Linked DNA regions of Sus scrofa: region 1 is linked to region 2. Evidence: chromatin contacts called from public Hi-C data. All regions are on one chromosome and are shown on one strand. Each heading gives the region's core, a stretch centred on a gene start, on an enhancer-like site or on the middle of the called end of the contact. The rest is flanking DNA. Distances are from core to core; before and after follow the strand shown. Region 1 holds the start of LOC102162764 (a long non-coding RNA gene). Region 2 overlaps TRAPPC3L (trafficking protein particle complex subunit 3-like protein).

What was found. A called contact is a pair of places that touch in the nucleus more often than the background predicts.
Region 1: a Hi-C map of liver shows a contact between it and region 2, with 2.5 times the contacts expected there. The contact joins two enhancer-like sites. A contact is called at or near these places in 9 of 47 Hi-C or Micro-C datasets (embryonic fibroblasts, fetal heart ventricle, heart right ventricle and 3 more).

What each region holds. Positions count from the first base shown.
Region 1 is chr1:82,191,670-82,197,545 of Sscrofa11.1, reverse strand. It overlaps LOC102162764 (a long non-coding RNA gene), which reads right to left and starts at 4,257. Exons shown (of 5, transcript XR_300842.3): 1 at 3,517-4,257. Within about 2 kb of position 1,500, at least 1 of the 83 cell types and tissues checked has an H3K27ac peak or open chromatin away from gene starts, as enhancers often do. A contact at or near this core is called in liver, where this site is marked.
Region 2 is chr1:82,128,392-82,133,731 of Sscrofa11.1, reverse strand. The region is part of intron 3 of TRAPPC3L (trafficking protein particle complex subunit 3-like protein); the gene reads left to right. All of the region lies in intron 1 of FAM26D (protein FAM26D), which reads right to left. Among named protein-coding and RNA genes, the nearest start is that of TRAPPC3L, 14 kb to the left of the region's middle. Within about 2 kb of position 2,036, at least 8 of the 83 cell types and tissues checked have an H3K27ac peak or open chromatin away from gene starts, as enhancers often do. A contact at or near this core is called in liver, where this site is marked.

The sequences.
Region 1 (5,876 bases), core at 251-2,750, 64 kb before region 2:
CAATATTCCATGTCTTTGAGATCAGTTGCTAGAGATTGTCATTTTTTGCTGTGATATCATATTATCATTATTTTTCATAACAATTGATAAAATGTGCCTTGGCTGTTTTGGTTGACGTGGCAAACAATCTTCTTTTTTTTTTTTAGGGCTGCACACACAGCATATGGAGGTTCCCAGGATAGGGGTCAAATCAGAGCGGTAGCTGCTAGACTACACCACAGCCACAGTAACACAGGATCTAAGCCATGTCTGTGACCTACACCACAGTTCATGGCAACACCAGATCCTTAACCAACTTAGCAAGGCCAGGGATGGAACCTGCCTCCTCATGGATGCTAATCAGATACGTTAACCACTGAGTTATGAATGGGAACTCCCCAAACAACCTTTTATACTTAGGGAAAATTTTGTATTCTTTGACTCTAACAGTTCAATAGATTTGCAGAAAAAAAAAATTGTTATAATAAAATTTGTGTTGAACTATAGCACAAATTTTGGTTTCTCTTACCAGGCTTAATTTGCTGTTAAAGTTGGAACTACGCCTAAAAATCCAGGCATTTTAAAAAAACTGATAGAGAGTGAAGGAAAAGTGTAGGCTTAGCACATGGAGTTTGGGGTATGTCCACAAGCCAGTAGGGGTATCCTCAAGCTGGGGAGGATCTGAGGTTTTTGGGCGGACCACTTGTTGAAATCCCATGGCAGAGAGTAGGAAACATATTCATTCCAATCTCTTGTCTGCCTTCTTCCATTTTCTTTCCTTCCCCTCAGTCATGGAAGTCCCTTCACAGACATCTATACCGTGCTGAAGAACAGCAGATCCTCCTGCTGTACCTCAGCAGCCTGACAGACTTTCACTGAAAACTTCCACTTTCCCACACTTCTGCTAGAGAGTCCACCAATTGTCTCTGCTGCCAACACTACCACCTTGACTCCATTGGCAATCCTGGAGTCTTCCAAGGTTCAGTCCTTCTGCATCCATTCACAGATGGATGGATCCCTGGTGTGCTAGGCAAAGCCATTTTGTTTGGCTATGGATGTCCATTTAGTTATAAATCAATGGGAGGGGAAAAAAACTAATCATGCCACCAAGATGTTGATTCTCTCATTTCAATGATGGTTATTGAGAAATTGAAAATAAGAAATTTCTCCCTCTGGAATTTTTTCTAAATAAGGACAGAGTTAAGGTTTAAGTGCAGTGCTATTGTTACCCAGAAAAAGCAGGGCAGCAGGAAAAGTTAAGAAGGGAACCTTAGACAAGCCAGCTTCCAAGGAGCCACTACAGGTGCCTGATTCTACCTGAGAGAGGTCAGGACATTGTCTGAGATCAATCCAGCATAGAGGAGATTAACACCCATCGTGGTTGCCCCAAACTCCATAAAATCTTAGAATCAAAATCCTGTTACTCAAGGTCTGGTTTCAGGATGGTGGCATAACCCTCTTCAACCCATCTTTCAAGCCTGTATAAATTCTGGACAAGTTAAATAAAAATGCACAAATAGCTGATGAAACCAAAGAGTAAACAGGGACAGGCATTTTGTGGGAGGAAAGTAAATTCTGAAGACGTGACATAAGTTTCACTCTTTCTTGTTTATTTGGTTTTGATATTTTGCCCTTTTGTCCCTGGAGACAGCCTGTTGCCCAATTGTACTCACAACTAAAAAAAACCAATAAAATACAATTTGCAAAAATGCTGAATTGCTAAGCTGTAAATTAACTATACTTCAATTTAAAAAAATTTTAAGTAGATTATTTAACCACTAGATGGCAATTGTGAACTCAGAATTTTCAAGATAATTTCCCTGATTTGGTTGATGGAGAGTGAGAGGGTCCTTCTCATGGTCAAAAGATATATTTACATTTAATATCATTTATATATTTATTGGAAAAAACAGTCTCGGGAGTACACCCTGTGCTCACTTAGCAAAAGGGATTCTAATAAGAACAAAAGGTTTCTTATGAAATGGCAATGACATTTGTATCATACGATGATTTAGAATAAAATCTACACAAATTTTGTTTTTCTCATTCTCAGCCATGTACTCGATAAGCTTGAGCATGTACTTGTTTTTATTTACTTTTTATCATAAACCACATGAACAACAAAAAGGAAAGAAACTCATCTCACTCACTCTAACACAAGCACTGCTGCCTTTTTTTTTTTTTTTTTTTGATAGTTCACACTTAACATTCTTGAAGCATAACTGTAGGACCCGCGTGACTTCTATATGCACAAGGATATTTAATAGAATATACTCTATGCCTATTCATCAGCTAAGGGACTTGCTCCCTAGAAGCTGCCTTTGAATCACTGATTTAAAGCAAAACAAGTCTTAGTTGTATGATCTCATTAATTCTCCTACAGTTGAGTAAATGGATTACACTCCATGACTCATCCACGTGTTAAAAAAAATTTTTTTTTTCTACAGCAATTCATCTTTTTGTTTTGTTTTTTATTTTGAGGGTATATGGCATATGTAGGTTCCCAGGCTAGGGCTCGAATTGGAGCCGTTGCTGCCGGCCTACACCACAGCCACAGCAATGCCACATCTGAGCTGCGTCTGTGACCTACACCACAGCTCAAGGTAACGCTGGATCCTTAATCCACTGAGTGAGACCAGGGATTGATGGATACTAGCGTCTGCATGGATACTAGCAGAGTTCCTTAACCACTGAGCCACAACGGGAACTCCCTACAGTAATTCATCTTATTCATATCTCCTCCAATGTCAAACATCTTCTTGAATTGAATTTAATTAAGATGATTTTAACTCCATCAGGCCTATTTTCCCCTCTGAACAGATTTTACTTCCTGTTTCTCCTTCCCAAAAGGTAATACCACCCAGAAGAAACTTAGGATATGCCTATTAGTGGAGGGATGCTCTTCTATATTCTGTCCTCTTCAGATCTGCAGACCAATACAAAGGCGTCTCTCATTCTACCTGAGCAAGAAGCACAGGTGTCTGTTGTATGAAACTGGCAACTACTGCTGGTGACCATGGACCTCACTTTGCTTATGATTTCAAATTCCTCCTTCTCAGGAGCCTCCTTATTCCTACTCCAGGTATCTTCTTGTCAGTAGTTTGTTTTGTTTTTTTTTTCTTTTTTTTTTAATTGAAATATAGTTGATTTACAATGGTCTAGTAATTTCAGGTGTACAACATAGTTATTACAAAAGAATGACTATTTCCCTCTGCTGTACAGTGTATCCTTGCTGCTTACTTATTTTATACATAGCAGTTTGTTTCTCTTAATCCCAACCCCTATCTTAGCCCTCCCTCCACCCCATCCTTTATAGGAATATGGTATGAGAAATATAGAGACAAAGGTCTGTAAAGAACTTCACAGTAACTGAACAATTTGAACATCTTTATCAATTTTCCTTGTTTAATAAAATTTTCATATTAAGCAAGTTTTATAATCCCCACATTACAGAAGAGGAAATTAAGGATCAGAAGTTATATGGACATTTTTCAAGCTCCCACAGTTAGTATAAGAGGCTCTTATTCCAATTCTCACCATTTTCTCACCAGATCCATCTCACGTATTTTCATACTAAGCCATGTGTTAAATTTCAGTAGTGAACTAATTTGTTAAGGATTAAATATTAACTTTCACTTTTTACCCCTTTGCTAAAGCTCCCAGGATCTGGCTCAAAGTGTTCTGATAATAAATAAGTAGATAATTCAAACCATAACAAGTATAATTATTTTTTTTATATCTATCTCATCCTTTCAAGGAAACTACAAGGTTTTATGTTCTGTGCTCACAGCTACTTTGCCTTGATCATAAGCTGACTGCTCAGAGAAGCTAAGTGATCTAACCTACACCATTCAGTTTTTCTCCCTGGAATTTGAATTTGCATTCAACACTAGCCTTTCTGTTTTGTTATTTGAACTAGGTTCATTTGAACATAGTTTCTGACTGCAATCGTCAAAAGCAAAGCTAGGCTTCAGAGACAGAGAAAAGAATGTCTGCTTCACAGGAAGAACATAGAAATGAGAGACCAAGAAACTCGAAGATAGAGAAAAAGAAATGAAAGAAAAAAAAAAAAAAAGGATTCCCTAATGGCTTCATACTCTTTAGCTCTAGTTCTTCAGGAAAGTCAAGACAATTTCTTTTGATTCCTTGAATCATCTTGATACATTACCCTATTATACATAAACTGGTTTGAAGTAGATTATTCTTATTTTCCTCAATGTACTTAACCATGATGTCAGGGAAATAGTTTTTAAAATGAGGGAAAACCTCAGATTCATATTCTCCACAGGTATGTAAATAGATGTTTTATCTGTGTTTTAAAAAAAATCCAATTGTATGGATACAGAAAAAATATGTGAGTTTAAAAAAATAAAATAAAATAAATAAATAAATAAGAGTTCCGGTTGTGGCTCAGCAGGCTAAAGACCTGACAAGTATCCATGAGGATGTGCATTCAATCCCTGGCCTCACTCAGTGGGATAAGGATCCAGAGTTGGCAGGAGCTGCAGCATAGGTCACAAGGCAGCTCGGATCTGGCATTGCTGTGGCTGTGGTGTAGGCCAGCAGCTATAGCTCCAATTCAACACCTAGCCTGGGAATTTCCATATGCTGTGGGTGTGACCCTAAAAATAAATAAATAAATAAGTAGTGGAGGTAAAAATTAAATGATAGAAAATTGAGTCAATTGAAGGGAATTAAAAAGTTATCTACAAATGAAATTACGGGATCATAGGATGTAATGATTTTTAAGACTTTTGATTCTATACCAATATTGTTCTAAAGAAAATTGGAACTGATTTCCATTTCCACAAAAAGATATGAGAATTTTTTTTTCACCGTACTCTTTCTAACATTAAATATTCTGCATTTTAAACTTTTGCTAATGATGAATAAATGTTTGGTATTTTCTGTAAGTGGCAAACTTTTGTTTGATCCCACAAAATGTTTACATGTTTAGAGAATATTTCACCATTTTTATTAATTATGTCATAAGTACAGAAAAATTCACAAACTATACATCCCAATGAAAATGTAACCAGAATTAAGAATCAGGAAAAGGAGTTCCTGTTGTGGCTCAGCAGGTTAAGGACTGCCAGAGGGCAGCTCCAACAACCAGGTCCAGCAGCCAGGGTGTATACATCCTGATAGGAGATGGACAGCGTTGGCGTTAGAAATGGAGACAGCCTCTTTGTCCCTTCTTTTAGGGCTCTGGACTGCTCAAATTTTATTAGCATAAGTGGTTGATTATGTAGACAGTTTTTTACTACAGATTACATCATAGTGTTAAAAGTACATTGGTTAGCTATTAGGCTTTGTTTTTTGATCACATGGTACAGCAGCAGTACGTCATGTTTTAAAATCTTCAGTTTAACTAAATTTAATGAGTACAATTCAAGGACAAACAGGCACAGCATATCACATGGAAAAGAGGAGACTCAGCACAAACCATCTCATGGCCAGCCAATTCCCACAAGCTGAAGAAGTTACAGACACAAAAATCTCGTTTTCAGACTAGTGTCTATCTTCAAAGTGTCCTTGGCAGGGAGACAGTGTGAGAACATACAAATCAACTCAGCTAGCTACTGCTAAAACTTTCTAACATCAAGGACAAAACTCACAGCTGGGTTTCTTTTGATCAAGAATAAAATGTGTGTAACTTCTATAAACCTCATTAAAATCCTAACTCTAAAGTTTACTGTATAACTAGTTAGTAGATAAACACTATGCTTTTAATTATGTTGGATTTAAATAGGGGAAAGTCCTTTAGGATGAAACTCTTATTATATTATTATTGTAATTTTGTTAAATCACAAATCACCACAGGAAAATAAGAATGGGAAATAAGAATAATAGGCAAATAATCAGCAAAGACTGAGGAAAACTGAATAACAAATAAA
Region 2 (5,340 bases), core at 787-3,286:
TTCCTCTTCTGGATATTTATTCAAAAGAACTGAAATTAGGATCTTGAAAAGATATTAGCACTCCTGTATTCAACTGCAACACTATTCAAGATGTGGAAACAACCTAAAAATTGATCAACGGAGGAATGGATCAAGAAATTGTAGTCAATACATAAATAGCATATTATCTAGTCTTTTAAAAAGAAAGAAATTCCCGGAGTTCCCTTCATGGCTCAGGAGTTACCAAACCTGACTAGTATGCATGAGGACACAGGTTTGACTCCTGGCCTTGCTCAGTGGGTTAAGGATCCAGCATTGCCATGAGCTGTGGTGTAGGTTGCAGACGTAGCTTGGATCTGGCCTTGCTGTGGCTGTGGTGTAGGCCGACAGCTATGACCCCTAGCATGGGAACCTCCATATGCCACAAGTGTGGCCCTAAAAGGTAAAAAAAAAAAAATTCTGTAATACAGTTACAGAATGATGAATACAGCATAATTTCCTTTATATGAGGTACCCAAAGTAGTTCAATTTATAGATTCAAAGAGTAGAATGATGGTTGCCAGTGGTTGGGGGAGGGGAGCATCCATGCTTTGATCTCCAGAGTTACTAATCAACAGGTATAAAATTTCAGTTAAGCAAGATGAATGAGTTCTAGAAGTCTATTGTACAACATTGTACAAGCTAACTATAATGTATTGTACACTTAAAAATTTGTTAAAAGGGTAGGTTTCATGCTAAGTGTTCCCACCACAATTTAAAAAAAAAAAAAAAAGCTTAAGAGTTCCCATTATGGTTCAGCGGAAATGAACCTAACTAGGATCCATGAGGATTCAGGTTCAATCCCTTGTCTCGCTCAGTGGGTCATGAATATGGCATTGCTGTCAGCTGTGGTGTGGGTTGCAGATGCAGCTCAGATCCCACGTTGCTGTGGCTGTGGCTTAGGCCGGCAACTGTAGCTCTGATTTGATCCCTAGCCTGGGAATTTCATATTTAAAAAAAAAAAATAAGCTTAAAAGAAACAGATCTGTTTAATATAAAACTAAGAACATATACAACACCCACTTTCCAAATATCTCCTCTCTAAATTTTTCATGTCTTTTTGACCTTTCTGATGTCGTATAAATTCTTCTCTCTTGTCCTGTCCTCAGTGAACCAGAAAAAGATCCACTTCCACGCCTATACAAGATTCCTGCTTATTCATGAAGAGAATATTCTGTCACCCTCACCCTTCTCCTGTGCAGGGTGCTGTCCCCTGGCTTTACTTTCCTTCAAAGGCCTGATTTCCTCTCTCTTAATCATTTTCACTTCTCCAGGAACATTGACAATATCCTTTACGTATGGGAATGGCAACATCCAATTCTAGAGCATTTTAAACACAGAGACAGGGTGAGACTTAGTTATACACTCACTCCCTGATGCTTTGCTTATAATTATTAGCTTCCATTAAAAGGTCTGGCCTTCAATAGCATTATCTCATTAATCCCTGTAAACTCTTGGAGGAGTAGGCAAGTATAAAAAGTTCCAGAGCTGGTGTTAGAGGAAAGTGGGGCAAGGTCAGAGGAAGTCTGCATAGTCCCATGCTGCCCATGGAGCATAGCAGAATAAGGAACAGAACCTAATGGTGTGGCTTTTGCTTGGCTGCTCTCTCAGACCATGCACTTTGACACAACATCATTGTCACCCTTCCCGAGTACCTACTGTATACCTACATACGGTTTCCATAGCAGTCATGATTGCTCTCCTGGTTCCAGAGAAGGAAAGAGAGAAAGAGGATGCATTTGAAGGCAATTGTCGAGGTGAAGAAATCTATGCCTGTATTAGTGAAGTGGTTCTTTTACGAGCTGACTGGTGAAAGACTGCTGGTAGGAACAGATCTGTTGACTTCAGGTCTTACTCTAAACTCCTCTGCCTCTGGGAGGAGACAAGTATGTGACTTCGGGTATTAATGACATGCCCCTCTCTCGTTTGCCTTTTCCACAGGGCAAATGGTCACTCTGTCACTAGGCTTCTGGCAAGTTCCTTTGACCTGCTTTAACCTTAAGTTGCACCATCTAGTGGTTAGAAAAGAAATCTCATGACAAAGGCTATGGATCCAAAAAGTCTTTAGTCAGTCTTACTTTTATATAAAAAAGAGATAGGATGATTCTGAAGTTAACTTCCTGCAATGTTAAACTGTATGCATTTTAAAATGTGATTTTATATGCAAGTTTACTTTTTGTGGTTATTGCCTCATAAGTACAACTATAAATTTTATTTTGTCTTTTTTGTTTTGTTTCATTTTGTCTTTCAAGGCCGCAAGTGCGGCATATGGAAGTTCCCAGGCCAGGGGTCAAATTGGAGCTGCAGCTGCTGTCCTACACAACAGCCATAGCAACAGCAGATCCAAGTGACATCTGTGACCTAAACCTCAGCTCCCGGCAACACTGGATCCTGAACCTACTGAGTGGGGCCAGGGATCAAACTGTCATCCTCATGGATACTAGTCAGGTTTGTTTCCACTGAGCCACAGTGGGAACTCCCCAACTATAGGTTTTTTGTTTTTTTTTTTTGTCTTTTTGCTATTTCTTGGGCCGCTCCCATGGCACATGGAGGTTCCCAGGCTAGGGGTCGAATCGGAGCTGTAGCCACCGGCCTACGCCAGAGCCACAGCAACGCGGGATCTGAGCCACGTCTGCGACCTACACCACAGCTCACGGCAACGCCAGATCGTTAACCCACTGAGCAAGTGCAGGGACCGAACCCGCAACCTCATGGTTCCTAGTCGGATTCGCTAACCACTGCACCACGACGGGAACTCCCCCAACTATAAGTTTTAAATAAGACAAAATTTATAAAAATTGTCAGCAGCATTATAGCATATGATATGCAGCAACAGGTGACATTTAAAAACATGAGTAATACAGTCCTTTTCAGAAAAGTGCAAAGTAATTACCACCTATTATCTATTTTTCCACTACAAGAGGCTTGGGAAGTAAAAAAAGGCATCTCTCATTAGCCCCATTTTACTGATGATGTAACTGAGACTTAGGTGGCGTCACCAAAACACATAGTAAGAAAAGCCAGCTTAGAAGTGATTTCTCCTGACCTTATTCCAGTGCTTTTTCCAAAAATAATTGCTTCTTTAAAATATACCTTTGAATAGGCAGTTCCTCTTGTGGCGCAGTGGAAATGAATCCGACTAGGAACCATAAGGTTGCGGGTTTGATCCCTGGCCTTGCTCAGTGGGTTAAGGATCTGGTGTTGCCATGAGCTGTGGTGTAGGTCCCAGACAAGGCTCTAATCTGGCATTTCTGTGGCTATGGCATAGGCTGGTGGCTACAGCTCTGATTCGACCCCTAGCCTGGGAACCTCCATATGCTGCAGGTGCGGCCCTCAAAAAAAGACAAAAAGACAAAATAAAATATACCTTCAACTAGAACTCTCTCTCTCTCTCTCTGCATATATACACACACAACTGAATCACTCTGCTGTGCTCTAGAAACTAACACAACATTAAATCAACTATACTTCAATAAAAAATAAAATATACCTTTGAAGGTTTTTTTCCTACTATGACCATCATTCTGAGAAAAATGAAAATGTGGAATTTGTGATAGAGTTACCATAACTGATTTTAGTTGTAGTAATGAAATATTAGTTTAACCTAACAGGCATAATTCCTTATGTTTATTATAAGAGCAAGTAGAAAATAAAATTGTACTTCTCTCTGGTTTAAGGTCTAAAAAAGCAACTCCTTAGTTACACAAAAATATATTTCATGGTTTCCAAATGAATTAATGATAAAAGTTTTGTTATTAGAAGAAGCTAATTGGAGATGAACTTGATCATTTACATTAAGACAATCATAAAGGAGAGGCTTGATAAGAAATATTATAATGTTGCTTTTAAAAGTAATTTAGAAGTTCCCACTGTGGCTCAGTGGAAATGAACCTGACTGGTATCCATGAAGATGCGGGTGGGAGTTCCCATCGTGGTGCATCAGAAACGAATCAGACTAGGAACCATGAGATTTCGGGTTCAATCCCTGGCCTGGCTCAGTGGGTTAAGGATCCAGTGTTCCCATGAACTGTGGCGTAGGTTGCAGACGAGGCTCGGATCTGGCATTGCTGTGGTTGTGTTGTAGGCCGGCAGCTGTACCTCCAATTAGACCATGCCTGGGAACCTCCAAATGCCGCAGGTGTGGCCGTAAAAAGAAAAAGAAAAAAAAAAAAAAAGCCTGAGGATGAGGGTTCCATCCCTGGCCTTGCTCAGTAGGTTAAAGATCCATGTTGCAATGAGCTGTGGTGTAGGTCGCAGATGGGCCTCGAATCCAGCGTTGCTGTGGCCTGTGGCTGTGGCAATGGTATAGGCTGGGGGCTGCAGCTCCGATTCAACCCCTAGCCTGGGAACTTCCATATGCTGCACATAAGAAGCTTGGATTCTCTTTGGGTTCAGAGCAGTGGTCTAACCAGTCCAATGTAGTGTAGATTAAAATGTAAGAGTCCACATCCTGCTCAGCCACATTCCCACGATGTGACCTTAAGCAAGTCATTTATCTTATCTGAACGCTGTATCTATTAGAGGAGCCATATCTGTTAGAGGAGCCATCTTCCAGGTACTGCTTCCCTAGCTAACCTCTGGACATGAAACTATAATCATAAGTAGGTGAGTGTGTTGATTGTAGCTTCCAAAGACTCCTTCAGAGCATCCATGCCTTCTAGTTACTGATAATGGTTGCAAATACTTGACCTGACACAAACTCGGTTCATCAAAGCTGGGAAAATTTTTTACTGTCAGGTCAATGTCATTATGATGGTTGCTCTGAGGGACATAGTAGGAAACCATAATTTTTCAGTACAAACATTACATCATTGGTACTGTCCCAATAAGATGAATTTTTTAAATAGAGAAAAATATGATAATAACATATATTACAAATAGAAAAAGACTTGTAAAACTTGAAATTCTCATCCTTATGTTAAAAAACTGAAACTCAATATATTGTGCTTATCGGAAATTCTGGAAAGCAAAGATGAGATTTTTTTCCTTTGAATAATATAAATTGAAAACTTGGAAAGGTAAGAGAACTCGTGACCAACCTTACTGAGAATATCTTTATTATGAAAATAGAGCAACGGAAGTCTGCATTTTAATTTAATGTTTTAATCAGTCTGTGACACTCAATTTTACTGTGCCTGTTAATCTTCCAAGAATTTGATGCTGGTCAGCTTTTGTATATATTTCGATTCTCCATCCAACTAGGGCAAAAATGTTTTACAAAGAATGAAAAGAATGTGAAGTTCTCTCGAGTTACGGTAATACATGTAAAATGTGACTTGATACTTTCTTGTATTATCCAGTGAAGTTACAGTTCATTTCTGG